Regions from separate parts of the Mus musculus genome. Here all the other regions are linked to region 1. The links are chromatin contacts, called in public ChIA-PET and promoter capture Hi-C maps. All regions are on one chromosome and are shown on one strand. The core of a region is the stretch at or near the end of the contact, and the rest is flanking DNA. Distances in the headings are between cores, read along the strand shown. Region 1 holds the start of Mlkl (mixed lineage kinase domain-like). Region 2 overlaps Cfdp1 (craniofacial development protein 1). Region 3 overlaps Cfdp1 (craniofacial development protein 1). Region 4 holds the start of Fcsk (fucose kinase). Region 5 holds the start of Ddx19b (DEAD box helicase 19b). Region 6 holds the start of Exosc6 (exosome component 6).

The links. Promoter capture Hi-C pulls out the DNA fragments that hold promoters and counts their contacts. ChIA-PET counts read pairs in DNA pulled down with a chosen protein or histone mark.
Region 2: a promoter capture Hi-C map of liver shows a contact between it and region 1, with 3 times the contacts expected there. The contact joins the enhancer-like site here to the promoter of Mlkl in region 1. A contact is called at or near these places in 15 of 39 promoter capture datasets (the 3T3-L1 cell line, the C10 cell line, the HPC-7 cell line and 9 more) and 2 of 484 Hi-C or Micro-C datasets (cerebellum and cerebral cortex).
Region 3: a promoter capture Hi-C map of liver shows a contact between it and region 1, with 2.8 times the contacts expected there. The contact joins the enhancer-like site here to the promoter of Mlkl in region 1. A contact is called at or near these places in 6 of 39 promoter capture datasets (the 3T3-L1 cell line, the C10 cell line, hematopoietic stem and progenitor cells and 2 more), 1 of 15 datasets of contacts at CTCF or cohesin (large pre-B cells), 1 of 484 Hi-C or Micro-C datasets (embryonic fibroblasts), 3 of 115 datasets of contacts at active chromatin or transcription factors (the NIH/3T3 cell line, bone marrow-derived macrophages and large pre-B cells) and 1 of 9 other capture datasets (adipose tissue).
Region 4: a contact with region 1 is called in a promoter capture Hi-C map of liver, with 2.3 times the contacts expected there. The contact joins the promoter of Fcsk here to the promoter of Mlkl in region 1. A contact is called at or near these places in 2 of 39 promoter capture datasets (both in liver) and 1 of 115 datasets of contacts at active chromatin or transcription factors (bone marrow-derived macrophages).
Region 5: a contact with region 1 is called in an RNA polymerase II ChIA-PET map of effector CD8 T cells, with 12 read pairs. The contact joins the promoter of Ddx19b here to the promoter of Mlkl in region 1. A contact is called at or near these places in 2 of 39 promoter capture datasets (3T3-L1-derived adipocytes and liver), 1 of 115 datasets of contacts at active chromatin or transcription factors (effector CD8 T cells) and 3 of 9 other capture datasets (adipose tissue, liver and pancreatic islet).
Region 6: a promoter capture Hi-C map of pre-B cells shows a contact between it and region 1, with 2.7 times the contacts expected there. The contact joins the promoter of Exosc6 here to the promoter of Mlkl in region 1. A contact is called at or near these places in 2 of 39 promoter capture datasets (liver and pre-B cells), 1 of 115 datasets of contacts at active chromatin or transcription factors (memory CD8 T cells) and 1 of 9 other capture datasets (pancreatic islet).

What each region holds. Positions count from the first base shown.
Region 1 is chr8:111,336,795-111,339,721 of GRCm38.p6, reverse strand. It overlaps Mlkl (mixed lineage kinase domain-like), which reads left to right and starts at 1,517. Exons shown (of 11, transcript NM_029005.3): 1 at 1,517-1,898.
Region 2 is chr8:111,800,136-111,803,062 of GRCm38.p6, reverse strand. The region is part of intron 5 of Cfdp1 (craniofacial development protein 1); the gene reads left to right. Among named protein-coding and RNA genes, the nearest start is that of Gm39252, 47 kb to the right of the region's middle. Within about 2 kb of position 1,447, at least 33 of the 459 cell types and tissues checked have an H3K27ac peak or open chromatin away from gene starts, as enhancers often do. A contact at or near this core is called in liver, where this site is marked.
Region 3 is chr8:111,778,321-111,781,247 of GRCm38.p6, reverse strand. It overlaps Cfdp1 (craniofacial development protein 1), which reads left to right. Exons shown (of 7, transcript NM_011801.2): 6 at 1,839-1,997. Among named protein-coding and RNA genes, the nearest start is that of Gm39252, 25 kb to the right of the region's middle. Within about 2 kb of position 1,362, at least 56 of the 459 cell types and tissues checked have an H3K27ac peak or open chromatin away from gene starts, as enhancers often do. A contact at or near this core is called in the NIH/3T3 cell line and liver, where this site is marked.
Region 4 is chr8:110,900,992-110,903,918 of GRCm38.p6, reverse strand. It overlaps Fcsk (fucose kinase), which reads left to right and starts at 1,431. Exons shown (of 24, transcript NM_172283.3): 1 at 1,431-1,497.
Region 5 is chr8:111,026,257-111,029,183 of GRCm38.p6, reverse strand. It overlaps Ddx19b (DEAD box helicase 19b), which reads left to right and starts at 1,414. Exons shown (of 12, transcript NM_172284.5): 1 at 1,414-1,586. The coding sequence starts at 1,530. It also overlaps a transcript of Aars not described here.
Region 6 is chr8:111,054,782-111,057,708 of GRCm38.p6, reverse strand. It overlaps Exosc6 (exosome component 6), which reads right to left and starts at 1,370. Exons shown (of 1, transcript NM_028274.4): 1 at 45-1,370. The coding sequence starts at 1,338. The coding sequence ends at 517. It overlaps Aars (alanyl-tRNA synthetase), which reads right to left. Exons shown (of 21, transcript NM_146217.4): 21 at 2,140-2,690. The coding sequence ends at 2,505.

The DNA.
Region 1 (2,927 bases), core at 268-2,767:
GCAGGGATCACAAAAGTTCAAGACCTCCTCAGGTAACTTAGAGAGACATTGTCACAAAACAAAGAGGGGGCTGGCTCGGTGATAGGGAACTTGCCTAGCAAACACAGAATCCTGGGTTCAATCCACAGCACCACAGAAAAGAAGTGTGGTGGTGCACTTCTGTTATCCCAGGATGAAGGAGGGGAGGCTGGAGGACCAACAGTCTAAGAACACTCTTGGCTACACAGTGAATTCCATGCCAGCCTGGGCTACATGAGATCTTGTGGGGAATGTCTGTGGGGAGAAAGGGCAAAAAAAAAAAAAAAAGAGAGAGAGAGAAAATGGAGCAGGTGCAATGGCTCAGTGGTTAAGAGCACTGACTGCTCTTCCACAGGTTATGAGTTCAAGTCCCAGCAACCACATGGTGGCTCACAACCATCTGTAATGGGTTCTGATGCCCTCTTCTGGTATGTCTGAAGACAATGACAGTGTACTCACATAATATAAAATAAATAAATCTTTAATAAAGAAAAGAAGTGAGAAAACAGGTAAACTAAGCCCCCCAGACATCCCTGAACTATGTTGCCTCAAAGTAAAATGTCTCCCCATACAATTTATTTCTATTCTTTCCCAGCTATATAGCATGAGTCAGCCAACGGCATTTTCTTCTTTCTTTCCTTCCTCTTTTTAAATTTTGTTTTAGTTTTATTTTTGAGATATATATCTCAACATATATCTGAGTGTGTGTGTGTGTGTGTGTGTGTGTGTGTGTGTGTGTAGAGCTTTAGCGCTCTTGGAACTGGATTTGTAAACTAGGTTGGCCTCGAACTCACAGAGATCCTGAGTGCTGGGACTCAAGGTCTGTGCCACCACCAACTAGCTAATGAAAGGTTATTTCTTATACTAGCTAACTGGGGGTATAACTGACAAATAATAAACTCATCTTGAAAAATAACAAAGTTTGGAGATGACCTTAGAAGGGGAAAAAAAGGAACTGACCCCTACTTGGGTAACTTCACACTCCCTTAAACTTCCTCCATTACTCTCCATCCCCTGCCCCAGGATTATTCAACACAAAGCAGCTAAAGGAACCGCCTCAGCACTTCTACGGGTTACCTCCATTTTTATGTATTTACCGGTGTGGTATGCATGCGTTTGCGTGCCAGGGCCAGTGCACACGTTGAAGTCAGAGGACAAGGCCTTTTGCCTCGAGAGAGGAAAATGACTCAGGACATCCGCCTCACTTTCGTTTTCTTTTTCTTTTTCTTTCTTTTTTTTTTTTTTTAATTATGCTGAAGTTCCAGGCTATCCCTTACACTGGCTATCAGGGCTCTCTGCAACCTTATTTTCTCAACCCCCAAATTCAAGACCTCAAACAGAGAACCTGGGAAGAGTAACTATTTAATGGATTTGGGGAAAGAATCAGCCAACTAGGGGCTTCAACTGGGAGCTGTCCAGAGAGCGGGTGTGGGAAGCTGGCATATCTCCAGTAGGAGTAGAAAGCCGGGGGAAGGCGTGTCAAACTGGCCGCGGCTTCCGGAGCAGAACTCTGGACAGAAATAGCTGTCGGACAGGTTGGTTTTGAGGACTCTGCTGGAGCATTGCTGCGTTGGCCCAAATTTGACTTTAGGCGGGAACCGCGGCTGGTGCGGAGTTCCTCCGAGAGGCGAGAGCTTTAAGGTTGCACCAAGGGAGGGGACTCAGGACACCGGGGACCTGCTCCGACCTGGCGTGCATTGTCAACGAGGCAGAAGACCGCGGTCCGGGAGCGGCGGGAGACTGATGATCCTACAGGAACTGAGCGCAGGATAGACCGGACGAGCGCCCCTCGGAGATCACGTAGAATCCAGTGAGCTGTAGCGCGGCAGGAGGAAGCAGGAGAATCCCAGAATCACAGATTGGACTTCCTGGAACTTAGGGTGAGTTGGTTTCGATTCCCTAACTAAATTGGGCTGTTATTCTGCTGAGATCTCTGCTGACCTTTTTTTGCCCAAGGAGGATGGAGATCGAGGAATGGCATTCGAGGAAAGGCAAAAGGTGGGGACTGGGGACCCGCCCCGAGGTGCCCAAGTCGTAGAGTAGATGGGTAGTCAGTAGGACAATTAATTTCCAGCACAGACGATTACGGGGGTTTGGGGTAGGGGTGGGGGAAGCGGGGACTCAGGACAGGGTTTCTCTGGGTGGCTCAGGCTGCACTGGAACTTGGAACTTGTTCCGTAGACCAGGCCGGACATGATCTCAGAGATCTGCCTGCCTCTTGATTGCCAAGTGCTGAGACTAAGGGCATGTATGCTCCACCATTACTCAGCGGGATTCCAGTTCTTAACTATGAACGCCCTCTTCCTTTTCTGGGGCCCATTTCACGAATAATCTAACGTAAAGTTTTTTTTTTAAAGGGCATCTGATTTTTTTTAGACTATTTATTTATTTGTTTATCGAAACAGGATCTCACTGTGTAGCTCTGGCTGGCCTGGAACTCACTGTATAGTCCAGGCTGGGGGGGGGGGGGAGGATATGAGTAATTAATATATTTAGTAGTGCTTCCAGATTTTTCTCCTTTGCTCTCAGACATCCAAGAAAGAGCCTTGACGACTTGGGCTCACCATCTGGGAATGGCTGGGCCCCGAGATCCATTGATTTTTCTCTAAGAGCGTCCTGACAGGCTAGAGAGATGGCTCAGCCATTAAAGAGTACTCTGACATTAATGCCTGTGCCTCCTGCCCAGGAATCCTGGGGACAAGGAAAACTAATTACTCACATGCTTGATTTCAGTTTGGCTGCTTTTTCACTTTTTTTTTTTTTTTTTTGGTAAGATTTAGATTTATTTAATTTGTTTTATGTGAGTACACTGTTGCTATCCTCAGACACACCAGAAGAGGGCATCAGATCCCATTACAGATGGATGTGAGCCACCGTGTGGTTTCTGGGAATTGAACTCGGGCCCTCCA
Region 2 (2,927 bases), core at 198-2,697, 460 kb before region 1:
CAGACTCCAGGCCTCACATTTCCACAACAAACAGCTCAGTCATGGAGCCTTGGTTCTCAATGTCTTATAGTGAAAAATAACTCTGGTGTTAACCACGGGCTTGAAAACCTCTAGCACACAGATACAGAGGAAGCATCCTAGCAGATGTTGCAGCATGCTGGAGAGTGGAACCTTCCTGCTGTGGGCTGGGACACCAAGGCTCGCGGTGCATCTGACAGCTCTAAGCTAGAATGTCTGTCAGTTAAAGGCCACGGGACTTGAGGTATAAAACAGACCATGGCAGCTGACTTTTTGTAGGGAAATGGACCTCGGCAAGGCCAAGAACCAAAGCAGAGAGGAAAGATTGAGACAAGTGATTCTTCTAGCCAGAGCTCTTCGCCGTGGGTCCCTGGTGCCTTTTTATTTACTGCTTGAGAAAAACATAAACCAAGCATGGGGAGAGAATCTTAGCCATGAGGGTAAGGAAAAGCGGGCCGAGGAAAAGAACTTGCATTCTCCAGAAATGCTGAGTCCAAAGCCAGGAAAAGTATAGGATTGTTGGTCAGTTTCCCACAGCCACCCCGTCCCCCGTTTCCTGCCCAAACGGCTATGGATATAAAGTTGAGAGAAAGCTTCCTGTCTGTGACTGTCAGCACCATGCTGAGTTCTCTGTGTCCTGTCCAGCATGGAGAGCTTTGTCTAGGAGTTGTGTTCTGGAGTCCTCTGTCTATCTGCCAATCTCTTACTCCAGAGAGAAGCACCGGGTTTTCTCTCAACAGCATGGTGATTATGCAATCCTGAATGGCGTTCTCAGGTTAGATGTTGAGATTCAACAGTATAAAACAGAGCATTTCTGAACGATATAGAAAAACCAGTTGGGTTTCCTTAATAGCCTTGAATCTCACTTTGGAGTAGGAATAGGAGGGTCAAGAATGATAAAGAGGCCGGGCATTGGTGGCGCACGCCTTTAGTCCCAGCACTCGGGAGGCAGAGGCAGGCAGATTTCTGAGTTCGAGGCCAGCCTGGTCTACAAAGTGAGTTCCAGGACAGCCAGGGCTATACAGAGAAACCCTGTCTCAAAAAAACAAAAAAAAAAGAAAGAAAGAAAAAAAGAATGGCAAAGAGAAGAGTGGCTGACGCTGTGCTGTACAGGAGACTAGGATGCAGTTACTGCAACACTTACTAATTACAGCTGTCAGCATGTACACACAATTCATTAAAAGCTGGTGAAGTAAACACAGCCTTGTCAGAACATAATTAACTGCAAAGAGGAGCATTAGAAAGTGCCCTGGGGTAGAAGCCCTGTGCTTGCCCATGATGTCTTGTGGCCAAATGTAACACCAGCCTAAGAAAAGAATAGTCATCGTGAAAGTATTTTCTTTCCTTCCCAGTCAGGAAGCAGGCTCACAATGGAGACCAGAGCCGTCCTGTGCATTTTGAGATGTACAGGAAACAACTCGCATTACCAGCGGAGCTTTTCCTGCTGCTGAATGAACCCTGAGGCCACAGTGACCTGTCTGCTTAATGAGTTCATGAAGAATCTGGTCCTTGCACTGACCCTGTCCTTAAAAGCTTTCTGTAAAGCTGGAACAACGTTCCTTTAATGTACGAGTTAACTCTTACTGAGCAAATGAGATCCAAAAGTGAGAAAAGAATCCATGGGCAGAGAGGTGAAGCCTGCTGAGGAGCCTCTAAGTCTTGGGTTTTCTATTTGAATTTTGATTCCATTTGCAGGGAAATTTTTCATTCCACTTTTTCTCTTTTTGCAGGACCATAATAAAACGGACTTGTTCTTTTTACTGTGCAGTGTGTGTGGTGATCAGACCTAAATGTTGGAGAATTCTGAGGCTAGCATCTACCACTGAGCCTTTTCCCAGTCCAAACTGCCTTCTATTTTATATGGTGCTTTTATCCCATGGCAGTGATTTTTTTTTTTAATTATTCTTTAAGCGTGTCTTACAGTGTGTTTTTATTATATTCACCCCTGTCCCAACTTCCCAAATCTACCCCTCCTTACAGACCCATCCAACTTCCAACTTTAAAAACAAAAAACAGACCTAGCATCAAGACCAATTTGTGCTGCCCAAATACTATTGGATGTGTGGTCATCCACTGGAGAAAACTCCTTCTCTCCCTGCGGCTAACACATGCCAACACAGCTAGGTGTGGGATTCTGTGCTCAGCTCCCCTCTCCGTGCTGGTATCTGGTCTGGTTTGAGCTTGCACAGGGCTTTTGTATGCTGTCACAACTACTGTCAGGTCATATGTGCAGCTGCCCACTGTGGATGGAGAGGCCTGCTCTTGAGAGTCATCTACTGCCTCTAGCTCCTAGACCCTCTCTTCCTCGCTCCCTCGACGGTCAGAGCCTTCGGGGAGGGGAGTGTGGTACTTGTTCCACTGACGGATGAGCATTTGTCCCTCTCTTGTTCTCTGCCCTTTGGCCAGTCCCCACCCACTGCAGGTAGAAGTTTCTCAGATGAGGGTTAGGAGGTGCACTGATCTGGCAGTACTCCTGTTGAAGGATTTCCCTCTCCCACCATTCAGTCAGCAAACTTTCCAGTAGAGCAATAGAAGTGGTTTGTGTTTTATGTAACTATTTGAGTACAGTAGAGGAGGAAAAGAAAGCAATTTTTTTTTTTTTTGTGGTTTTTTGAGACAGGGTTTCTCTATAGCCCTGGCTGTCCTGGAACTCACTTTGTAGATCAGGCTGGCCTCGAACTCAGAAATCCCCCTGCCTCTGCCTCCCCCGAGTGCTGGGATTAAAGGCGTGCGCCACCACACCTGGCTAGTATTATTTAACTAGGTAACTTTCCCGTCCAACAGCAGTCTCCTTTAAACCAGGTTATAGTCGAGGAACCAGAAATTATTTCTTCCCCCAAATCATTTCTTTCTCTTAGTGATTGATTATTGGTGGTGTCCTGTGATTTAAAAGAGGCCATGGGGCTGTC
Region 3 (2,927 bases), core at 113-2,612, 440 kb before region 1:
GGCACAGAGCAAAGTAGAACATGGAACGCGTGTATCCTTAACCAGACAGTAGTTACCACTCAGTTGTAGGGAACTTTGTCATGATTACAGAAGGTCAGTACTGCTGCACATAGAGAACCAGGATGATGCATACAGTGCATTTGGCCTAATTTAGAATTATCTTAAGCACAATAAAATTGCTCATAGAAAACTCAAACAGCTTCTCATCTTGGAGATACTCAAGTCCTGCGGTCTCACTTTGTCCTGAGTCTGTATTTTCTGCTGGTTTGACCTTTGTTGTATTTTTTTGTTTAGCCTCCCTGAACTTTGCTTATTTATCCAGCTCAACACAAGGACAGTGATACCTGCCTAGCCATTCAGAATTGATTTTAATAGTAAACGAGCCCAGTGTATCCTAATACACTGGATGTGACCTAGACAGGGACGCTAACATCCTCTGGACCAGTGTCACTAGAATGAGAATGTACCACTCCCACGTCTTATGTCTGGTGTGGGCACTGACCTGTTGGCCTAGGACACAAGTAGCCCACGGTCCATGGTTTCGTGATGGGTTAGAATGATACCAGGTCAGCTCAGAAACATTCCACACTGACCTGAGCAGGCCACCATAGCTACAGCAGGCCAAACTCAAGGCGGATGCACAGAGGCTGAGAAAGCTCTGTGAGAGTCAGAATGGCGTTGCTAGCCTATCTCTGTGAAGCAGAAAGGAACCTCTGGTTTCTTCCAGCGGAGAACTCATTTACTTTCATAAAGCCAAAAGCAGGCTGGCAAGACGACTTGGTGGGCAAAGGCCTTTGGCACCCAACAACAGAAGCCTATAAGTCTGGTGATGCTGCCAGAGAGAGAGAGAGAGAGAAAAGGTAACAAAGTTGTCCCATGGTCTGCACATTCCTGCCCCCAGCCCACAAAAGATAGGGGTTTTGTTTGTATGTTTGTGTGTTTGTATGTTTGTTTAACCCATGTTCTTTCTATGGCTTCTTCTCCTCATGTCACCTTCTTACAAACTCTAGCCGCCTTCTCTTTCCCTTATCTCGTTCGTGTAACATTGACTGGAAACATTTGACCTGCCAAGACTTGACTTTGGCATTTGGAGTTTCTCGCACAGCCCATGGTAGATAGCATCACCAGCACGCAGAGCCCAGGCTGTACAGTCTATGCTTTCGGGATGCTCTCCGCCTCCTGGGAAAAACCAGGCCCCAGCTTACAGGAGTTGAAAGGCAGTTGCCTTTAAAAGTCACAGTGCTGTGACTCCTTGCTCATCTGTACTGGAAACTGTTTCTTACTCTGTGGAAGAGTCCCCTGGGGCTTCAAAGCACAAACGAGGACAGTGATTCACAGTGGCCGGCAGTTAACTGCACCTTGACCCTATGCCGGATGCTGTGTTGGCTGTTTGCATGGACAGTTCCTCGCCATCCATGAGTAAGCATTCAGTGTAGGTTGAGAAATCAAGGCACATGCACTTGAACAGCTAGCCTTGAGTCATTGGGGCAGAGCTGGAATTCGAGCTTGTGCCTGTGTGTGATTTCAGAGCCTTACCTGAAGCCCTCCATTTTCCTCCCTCCCTGCAAGCAGGGACCTGCCACCCAGTACAAGGGGGTCTGAAGGGGTGAGGGCTCCTGTCAGCGGTGCAGCTAAGCAGGCATGGATGTTAGGCAGGAAAGGCGTATTAGGATAATGCCCTGTCTATAGTTGCTACACAGCAAAGAACATACCCTAGGTATAAGCATGGTTTCTGTTGAGACAAATGGCTTCAACCTGGGACCCTCATGTACACATCAACAACAGCACACACGGCCAGTGCAGAAACCAGAGTTCTCATAGTCCCTTTTCTTCCACAGGATAAAAAGAGCAAGTGGTATGAGCAGCCTCTTAGGGAAAATTGGAGCCAAAAAACAGAAGATGAGCACCCTTGAGAAATCCAAACTGGACTGGGAGAGCTTCAAGGAAGAAGAGGGGATTGGTGAAGAACTGGCCATCCATAACCGAGGGAAAGAAGGGTAAGAAGGGGGTCTGTCCTCCGCAGCCTCAGAGCTCTGCAGCGGCTTGTTTCAAACTGTTTAAGCAAATAGGGCTTCCCGTGCTTCAGTTACTGGTGAAGCTCTGCTCTAAGCGGAGGCAGATCCCATCCCTGAGCAGCAGTGTTCCCAGGACGGTTAGTGAATTACAGCTTCAGTGAACTGTAAGTTGCCTGGTTTATTCACAAGACGGGGTCTGGCTCACCGTGATTGGCTTGTTCTAATCTGAATCACTTGGCCGTCAGATAATGTGGTCTAGTTCAAGTGCCAGGACACTGTCACATTATCATGAATGGTGTGGTGCTAGTTTGTTCCATTGTGTTACTGTAGTCCTGTGCGTGGTAGGACTGTTTGCTGCATGCAGCCTGTATGACACATAAGAGGCCATTGCTATACCATTTCCCATCCACTCCAGAATACAGAGGATATTCCATAAGCCAAAAATGATCATTCCTGTTAGTGTTTATTTTGTTTTGTTTTCCCTGTGGGGTTTTTGAGAAAGGATCTCACTCTATAACCTAGTCTAGCCTCACAATCATGGCAATGCTCCTGTCTCAGTCCTCCAAGTACTGGGATCACAGACAAGAGCCACCACATCCAGCTCTCATGCATGGGGCATTCTGTTTGTTTTTTGTTTGCTTTGTTTTGTTTGTTTTTGTTTGCTTTGTTTTGTTTGCTTTGTTTGGGATGAATAGAAGAAAATGGAGCTCATTATGTGCTTAGGGAGTGCAAAAGAAACATAAGCCCGTGGCTTCAAGGCAGCATTTCTCACCCCTGATGTGTGTGGCCCTTCATATGGTCTGGGCCTCTCATCAACCCTGCTCCTCACCAGTAAGATCTTCTCTCTCAGCACAGCAGTTATCTCAGCTCCTTTGCCAGTAAAACTGGGATAATCTTAGCCTTCACTCCAGA
Region 4 (2,927 bases), core at 182-2,681, 440 kb after region 1:
ATCTCTGAGTTTGAAGTCAGCTTGGTCTCTGGAGTGAGTTCCAGGACAGCCAAGGCTACACAGAGAAACCCTGTCTTAAAAAAAAAAAAAAAATCTGAAGGATATGGTGGTGAGTTCGTACAATCCTAGCACTCTGGAGACTGAAGTAGGAGGAGTTTGAATGAGGGCCAGCCTGGGCTACATAGGAAGATCCTATCTAAAAAAAATAAAAAATAAAACAAAACAAAACAACCAAAAAACAGGTGGAGAGATGGATCAGCAGGTGGCTGCTCTTCTAGAGGACTTGGGTTTGATTCCCAGCACCCACATGGTGGTCACAATGGTCTTTAATTCTAACTTCTGGGAATCCAATACCTGCTGGCAACCTCTTCTGGAATGCACGAGGTGCAGACACACATGCAGGCAAAACACTCAGGCACATAAAATGATGGCATTGACGGTAATAATAAAAGCAAAGTCATTTTCATAATTATTCATTTTTATTTTCATATGCATTGGTGTTTTGCCTGCATTGGTGGTTTATGTCTGTGTGAGGATGTTGTGATCTGCCTGGTCCTCTGGAAGTGCAGTGAGTGCTCTTAACTAGTGGAGCTATCTCTCCAGTCCCTAAAATAATAACTTTTTAAAAATCCTTCTTAAGCGGGCTGTGGTGGCACATGCTTTTAATTCCAGCACTTGGGAGGCAGAGGCAGGTGGATTTCTGAGTTCGAGGCCAGCCTGGTCTACAGCATGAGTTCCAGGACAGCCAGGGCTATACAGAGAAACCTTGTCTCGAAAAACCAAACAGAAAACAAAAAACAGAAAAAAACAAACAAACCCCAAAACCCCCATCCTTTTTAAAAGGTCAAAATAAAGGGATTGGAGAGATGGCTCAGCAGTTAAGTTCTTCCAGAGGTTCTGAGTTCAATGCCCAGCCACCACGGGATGGCTCACAACCATCTGTTATGGGATTCGATGCCCTCTTCTGGTGTGCATGAAGACAGCTACAGTGTACTCATATTCAATCAATCAATCAATCAATCATTCAATTAATCAATAGTTAAGAAAGACTTAGCTTTAATAAAAAGTATTTTAAAAGGTCAAAATTACAGCCAGGCGATGGTTGCACACACACTCAATAGGCAGAGGAAGGCAAATGAGTTCCTGGACAGTGAGGGCTACAAAGAGAAACCCTGTCAAAACAAAACAAAACAAAACAATCAAAATATACTTTTACCTTGTACCCGAGTCACAACAAACAAACAAACAAACAAACAAACAAACAAACAAACAAAGAAACAGTTGGCCAGTGTCTTTAAGACACCTGTTCTCTCTGGAAATTTGTATATTTAGCACTCCTTGTAAGTTTGAGAACTTTGTCCTTTCAGTAAGGCGGGGCTGCGAGTAGGTTCTGAGGACTCTGGCGGGAGGCCGAATGAACTCCATTTCCCAGGGTGCGCCGCGCTGCATGCGCAGCCGCGTTAAAGAGCCGGCTCTGCGAGCGCTGGGCGGACGCAGGTATGTGGGTCCGCGGGGTCTTCAGTTCCACTGTAGTTTGGGGCGCCTTCCTGCGGGTTTCCCAGATCTCTGCCGTCGCCCCCAGCGCTAGTTAGCTGCAGGGGACCTCTGTAGTGCAGTCTTCTCTTGATCTGGGTTTTCAGAGGGAACCCCCACGACTTGCGGACACCTGGCACACCGAGCGACATTCCCTTGAGCCAGGGAGCTCTAGATGCCAGCGCTGCTCTGATTTTGATTTGAGTCGTTTTCCTGCCTCAGTTTACCCCACTGGGTACACATTGTATGAACGTATTGTTTACTATCTGGTTTTACTTCCAGCCAACTTCTTTCTGCCTCTTGTTCTTCAAAAAGCTGCAAATTAGAGTCTCCTGGGCCTGCCTCTCTCTCTCTCTCTCTCTCTCTCTCTCTCTCTCTCTCTCTCTCCCTCTCTCTCTCTCTCTCTCTCTCTCTCACTCACTCACACACACACATACATTCAACTTTTAAAGTTTTTAAAATGCTGAAATGTGCGTAGTCCCTACCTATACCATCTTTGTTCAATGAGCAGATTATGAGCTGGCATAGTGGCCCAGGCCTGTAAACCTAGTATTGGGAAGTGGAGGCAAGAAGATGGAAAGTTTGAGGCCAACTAAGGCTGCATAATATGAGCCTGTCTTAAAAATATGTACTTGGAGTGTGCGTGCGTGTATGCATAAGGGGCCTTATTTTATCATCCCTGGGTATGCTCACTCTCCTGCAATTTTCCTGAGGTTTCCTAGCACTGGAAAGCAAACAGAACTAAAAAAAAAATCAACCAACCAAAAATCCTTGACTAGATGAATTGGTGTAAGCTTTTAGCCAGGTTTGCTTTGTAGGACTATGTCGTAACTAAAAAAGAAAAGAAAAAAAAAAAAAAAAGACATAAAAAGTTCCAGTCCTCAAAACTCCAACTTGGATTGAGCAAATGAAGCTCTGTGAAAATGGGCAGAGTGCTGCTATAATTTCTTCTCTGTATTCTAAGATCACTGTGCAAATGCCACGTGTGACAACCCAGGACCATTCCTCCCTGTGACTGAGAACATAGACACGGGGACACACCCAGCTATTTATGCTAGCTCTACCTGACCTTAGGCAGCCTGCTTATTCTTTAAGCCAGGCTTCCTTTATGCCTGTGGTGTGATAAGATCACCTATTAGGACTGGTGAATGGCTCCTGTGAGCTGTCACTACAATGCCGTTGGCTAGGTGCCTGAGAAACACTCCTTAAGTGTTAGTTACTCTCCTGGCTGATCTGACTGGGAAAACTCCATAGCCTTGCTTGACTTCTTGAGACTTTTCCAGATCTTCCCCTACCCTCACCCAGCAACCCCATATTATTCAGAGTTGTCTAAATTTGCTTTTCTATCGCTGTGATAAAACTACCAAAAGCAACCTGGCGGGGAGAAGGGAGGG
Region 5 (2,927 bases), core at 165-2,664, 310 kb after region 1:
TGAAATTTTATTTATAATCTTCTATAGTCCTGAAAAATACAAAATAACTTAATTGTTTTTTAGCTGCTTTTCCTTGGGGTTTCTTCTAACTTGAAATATGATCATGGCCTCCTAGCTGGCTCCTGCCTCCACCCCACCCTTACCTATCCAACATTTCTTGAGGTTAATTTATTATCATGGGGTATTAGTAAAATGTTTTTATAGTTCCAGGAAGATGCTCAGTTTCTTTCTATGGAATACACAGGATAAAGACCTATTTAATCCTGGTTAGGGGGAAGCAGGTAGTTCCTTCTGCCTTTATTTTACTATTCTAAAACTAGAGCTATTTCCTTTTTAAAATTTCCAAAATTAGGCAGGGCGTGGTGGCACACACCTTTAATCCCAGCACTTGGGAGGCAGAGGCAGGTGGATTTCTGAGTTCGAGGCCAGTCTGGTCTACAAAGTGAGTTCCAGGACAGCCAAGGCTATACAGAGAAACCCTGTCTCAAAAAACCAAAAAAAAAAAAGTTCGGAAAAAAAATTCCCAAAATGAAGGCTGTGAAGGCTGGAGAGATGGAGCAGAGATTAAGAGCATTTGTTGCTCTTGCATAGTACCTGGGTTCCATTCCAGGTAGCCACATTGTAACCATCTGTAACTCCACTTCCAGGGTATCCAACACTTTCTTCTGACTAGGTACCAAGCACACATGTGGTGCACATAGACATGCAAGCAAAGCACTCATACACATAAAATTAAATGACTAAATCTTTAAAGTATTCATCCAAAAGTAATTAAATAAAATGCCAACGACACAACCTTTACATAGGAGAGGAGAGATGGCCATCTGAAGAAAGCATAGATAACGCCAGAGGTCATGTATTTTGTTATTAAACTGCTTTTACCATTTCCTTCAGGAACTGAATTGATTTGATTGAGCAAACCGCTTGCTCTTTCTGGTCTCTGATACTCTACCAAGAATTTTCCTTGGCATCTTCCTTTGGTGTTCAAAACTCAATTTGGGGCATATCATTGAGCACCTGTTTGTTTCACGGGACTGATTGTCAATGCTTAGACATCTTATTAAATTGAAAAGAACAGATACTATTTTGACCTTAGCTAAGAGTCTGGTAAGGCACGTTTACACAGAGGCATTTTAAATATCCTGAAAAGGTAAAACACTTGCTTATGTATTCTGGCTGTAATAGTTATACCAGGGCCATCTATGCCACCATGCTGATTGAAAATGTGACTTTCCGCCTTCGGTCCAAGAGCATTTAATGCTGGCTACCTCAGTTGGGTTGTAGGACGATCTGCAGCGAAGGGTGATGGGTGGGAACCCGAAGAGGACAGTAGTGGCGCTGGATCCCCGGACCTTAGGGGCGCGGAGCTGACGCTGACTCTGACGACACCGTGGCGCGCCGTTTCCGGTCTGAGCTTTAGTGAATGATTTCCCTCGGGGCGGTGCTGGACTTCTCTGCCACCCACCTGAGTCCGCGGTCGCACCGCCCAAGCGGGCAAGCCTGCCAGCGCTGCCCCGGCACCGCGGGCCATGGCTACGGATTCTTGGGCCCTAGCAGTAGACGAACAGGAAGCCGCAGCTGAGTCTGTGAGTTGTCACCAACCGCTGGAGGACCAGGGGCCAGTGCCAGTCAGGATATCTGCCCCTTAGAAGGACAGATCTTAGGTTGCTTGGAACTGGGTGGAGGACCCTGGCGGCATGGGCCCCGAAACCAGAGCTGGCTTTGATTACCCAAGCCCTTCCACCTTGTGTAAACTCAAGTTGGATGCTTGGTTGCCCATAGTGCTCAGCCACCTGCCTGTCTTCCTGGAATCAGGGCTGATATTCGATTGCACTCACAAACTCGGATGGTAATCTGTAGCTTGGGCTTTGAGTTTCCTGGGCTCAGGGAGGTTGTCTTACTCATATTTATTTGTATGACTCCTCCAACTTGGTTACCTCTAGCTTGGTTATTGGTAGTGAATGACTGGTGGGGCCTATCAGTAAATCTTTTGGTTGGCTTAACTGGTTTTCTGAACCTGATACATAGTAGCAAGATTAGAGTTAAATATGGAATTATATATGTCTTGAATTTTCCAAGAATTAGGACCTTGTTCTTTTTTTTTTTTTTAACTTTGAAAAAATAAAGGTTTGAACCTGTCACTGTGATGTGGCACCTCTCATCCTATCTCTTTTTTTTTTAATATTTATTTATTTATTATATGTAAGTACACTGTAGCTGTCTTCAGACACACCAGAAGAGGGAGTCAGATCTTGTTACGGATGGTTGTGAGCCACCATGTGGTTGCTGGGATTTGAACTCTGGACCTTCGGAAGAGCAGTCAGGTGCTCTTACCCACTGAGCCATCTCACCAGCCCTCATCCTATCTCTTGGAGACTTAAGACAGGAGGGCTGACTCAAGTAAGAGGCCAACCTGGGCTGCATAGTGATCTTGCTGGAAAAAAAATATATGTATATATATATATATGTATATATATATACACACACACATATACATACACACACACATATATATCAAATACAATAAAGAATTAACTATCCATTTTGGCTCAAAGCCTTTATTATATATAGGGTTTTAAAAAAAGATTTATTTTATGTATATAAGTACACTGTGGCTGTACAGATGGTTGTGAGCCTTCATGTGGTTGTTGGGAATTGTTGGCCCCGCTCATTCAGGCCCAAAGATTTATTTTTTATTATACATAAGTACCGCTGTAGCTGTCTTTAGAAGCACCAGAAGAGGGTGTCAGATCTCATTACAGGTGATTGTGAGCCACCATGTGGTTACTGGGATTTGAACTCTGGACAGAAGAGCAGTCAGTGCTCTTACCCGCTGAGCCATCTCGCCCACTCTTTGTATATAGTTTAAAGAGAAATAATATTTTTGGCTTTGTGCATTGAGGGAATTATTTATTTATTTTTGTTTT
Region 6 (2,927 bases), core at 121-2,620, 280 kb after region 1:
GCAGTAATGACTCGGAGCCCTTGAAAACACAGACTCAACACACACCCAGTTCAGAACAGCATTGTTTCTAACTCTAGTATCAAGAAAAAACACAACAGATGTATTTCCAGTCATAAAATAGTTTTTATGTTTTACTCTGAGTAGTGAGAAGGCAAAGTCCCCTGGTCCATCCTCTCAAAAGAATCAGTTTATTATGTATTGGAGCCAATGGCTGGCCTGCACTGGGTCCATCTCCTACAAGACCATAGCCCCTTATCTCATTTACTAGGTAAATCCAGCCCAAGTCCTTTCCAACTTGGGAGTATGGCTGCTTTCAAATCTCTCCAACTGGATCGTGTTTCCAACGGCCTTTTAAACCTTTCCAACAGAGCTGTCCAGTGCTTTGGTTCTGTGCGCCCAACTGCCCCACTCTTCGTTTCTCAGCTCTGCGGAGTCAGGCGACCATCAGCGCTTGGTCCTTTAGGGAGAGAAGGGCGATAGCAGTCCTCGAATCCTCGTCGCTCCGGTTTTTTCCAATCAGGGTGGGGCGGCGGCACCCCTCCGGCGGGCAGCCCGCACCAAACACTGCTGCAGCACTGGGTAGAGGCGCTGGCAGCCCTCCAGGCCCAGGCGCACAGCATCGGTCCAACTCTCAGTCTGCCCGCCTTCCCCACTGCCCAGTAACCCGGCCACCTGATTGAGCACAGGCATGAGGGCCACCGTGAGACCGGCCGCGGAGTGCTCCTCCTCCAGCCGCGTGGGGTCCAGCAGCCAGGTCGGGGAGGGTCCCGGGGTGAGGCTCAGGCCGCAGCCCACCACCAGATCGTACATCTCCACTCCCGCGTCGGCCAGGGCGAGCGCGGCCGCGGTGAGCGCCGCGGCCAGCGCACAGCCGCCGTCCTCCAGCAGCAGCGCCGACACCTCGAGCTGAGCACGCGGGTAGCGCCCCAGGCGCACGGCGGGCTCCAGAGCCTCCTGTAGCGCCAGTCCCAGCTCGCGATCCTCCCCGCCGCCGCCCTGGGGCGCGCGACGCCGGCGACCGGAGAAGGGAGCGCGGCGGAAATCGCAGAGCAGGCGACCCCGGAGGGCAGCGGGAGCTTCCCCGCCCGCTCCCGCAGGGCCGCTGCCGCGCTCGCCGCCCTCGGCCTGCCGCGGACCGGACACGGCGCACAGCACCTTGGTCCCGCCCGCCTCCAGGTAGGCGGAGCCCTTGGCCTGGCTCAGCAGCCCGGCGCGCGCGTACACCGGGCGGAGCCGCGTCGGGTCGCGAGCAGCGGGCGTCTCGTCGTCTTCGGCCGCGTACAGCTGCGGCGGCTGAGACTCCTCCGGCCCGCGGATGCGGCGATGGTCTCCCGGCATGGCGGCTACCGGCGTGCGAGCTACTTCCGCCTGCTGGGCTGCCCTTGCGCACCCGGCTCTTCCGCTCGCTTAAAGATGCGCGCCCGCGCAGAGCCTATCGGGAGAGCGGTAGGTGTGCGCGCTGCCACCTAGCGGAGTGGAGGAAGAACGGCGAGGTATAGCTGGACTCCTATGCTGGTACTTTAGCTAGTCCTAAGGAACGGATCTGTTGTTATTCCTAGAAGTTTGCATTCAGACTGTTTCACATAAGCTTGCCCAAGGTGAGAGGTTTTTGTTTACTCGTGCAATTAGTCCTCTGGCTGCTTCAACACTTGTTTAATAAATGGACGGTATCTCTCTTTGTACAACTAGATATTTCTAACACTCTGAGGAACTGTCATAAGCAGACAGTATCTCTGCTTCCAGACCCTGCTGTTTGTAGATTCATACAAATTGCATTTTAGGGCTGGGCCAGGGTCTTGAACCTACTTTAGGTTAAAGCAGTAGGGGTGGGGCAGTTAGTAGGACACACCTACATGTTCATACTGCCTATATCAGTTGTCTGACCTCATATCAGCAGCCTCAAACAGGCATGTGGACAGGCATGGTGGAGGTTGTCCTAAGAGACTAAGAACAGTGGTTCTCCACTGGAAGCAACTCAGAATTATTTTCCTCCACCCTTCTATTGAATTTCCTGAACTTTCAGGAGTCTGGGAGTCTATTCGGTGATACCATCAACCAGAAACAGGCTGGAACCGTAACAGATATACAGGAGCCAGGGCTCACCTCAGGACAAGAAGCAGAGCGCATGACATCACCAAGTATTGCACATGGTCCTTTTTATTTTCTGCAGAGAAAAGGCTTCCTTCCTCTGCAGACCTAAAGCCTCAGGCTGGCAGAGTGACCTCATCTAGATGTGATCATGACGTTAAAAAGCATTCCTGGGTAGTGATTTTAGACAGATGGTGCTGACATGAATGGGCTCAGAGCAGTAATGGAGGGGGGCAATGAATCACAGGACAGCTCCAGGCGTGTTCCCATTACCGCTGGATCAGGACGGACAGGGCTGCTGAGAGGTCCCATGACTCCAATGTCTTCGTGGCGGGAGGAGAGCTCCTGGCTGAATTCCCGCCTTCGGACATGTCTGGTTGATGGCGAGTTGCTTTCCCGAGAGGGCTTCCCTCCCATCAGTTCTTCACATCTCCCAGACGGAGCTGGGCAAAGGAGGTAGCCAGCTGCAGTGCTTCCTGAAGGCAGCCCACGTTCTTGCCTGTGGCCTGGGCGGACATGTCCTTGCCACCGCCTTTACCATCCATCAGGCCTGAAACCTGCTGGACCCACTCGCTGGCTTTCAGTCCCCGGTTGGCTGCATTCTAGGAGATAGGAGGGGAAAATGGTAGTCAGAATGGGATTGAGGGGGGAATGGCAGGCGCCCCCAACATCCATTTGTATCATGTGTGATGCTACCACAGACTAACACTATAGCTGGCACAGGAGAGCAGCTATGGCTACTGCCAAAGTGAGGACAGAGAGCAAAGCCAGGCATTAGCCAGGAGTGAAGTCTTTCACCAAAAGAAAGCCCGAGGGGTAAAGGTGCCGCAGGAGGCGAC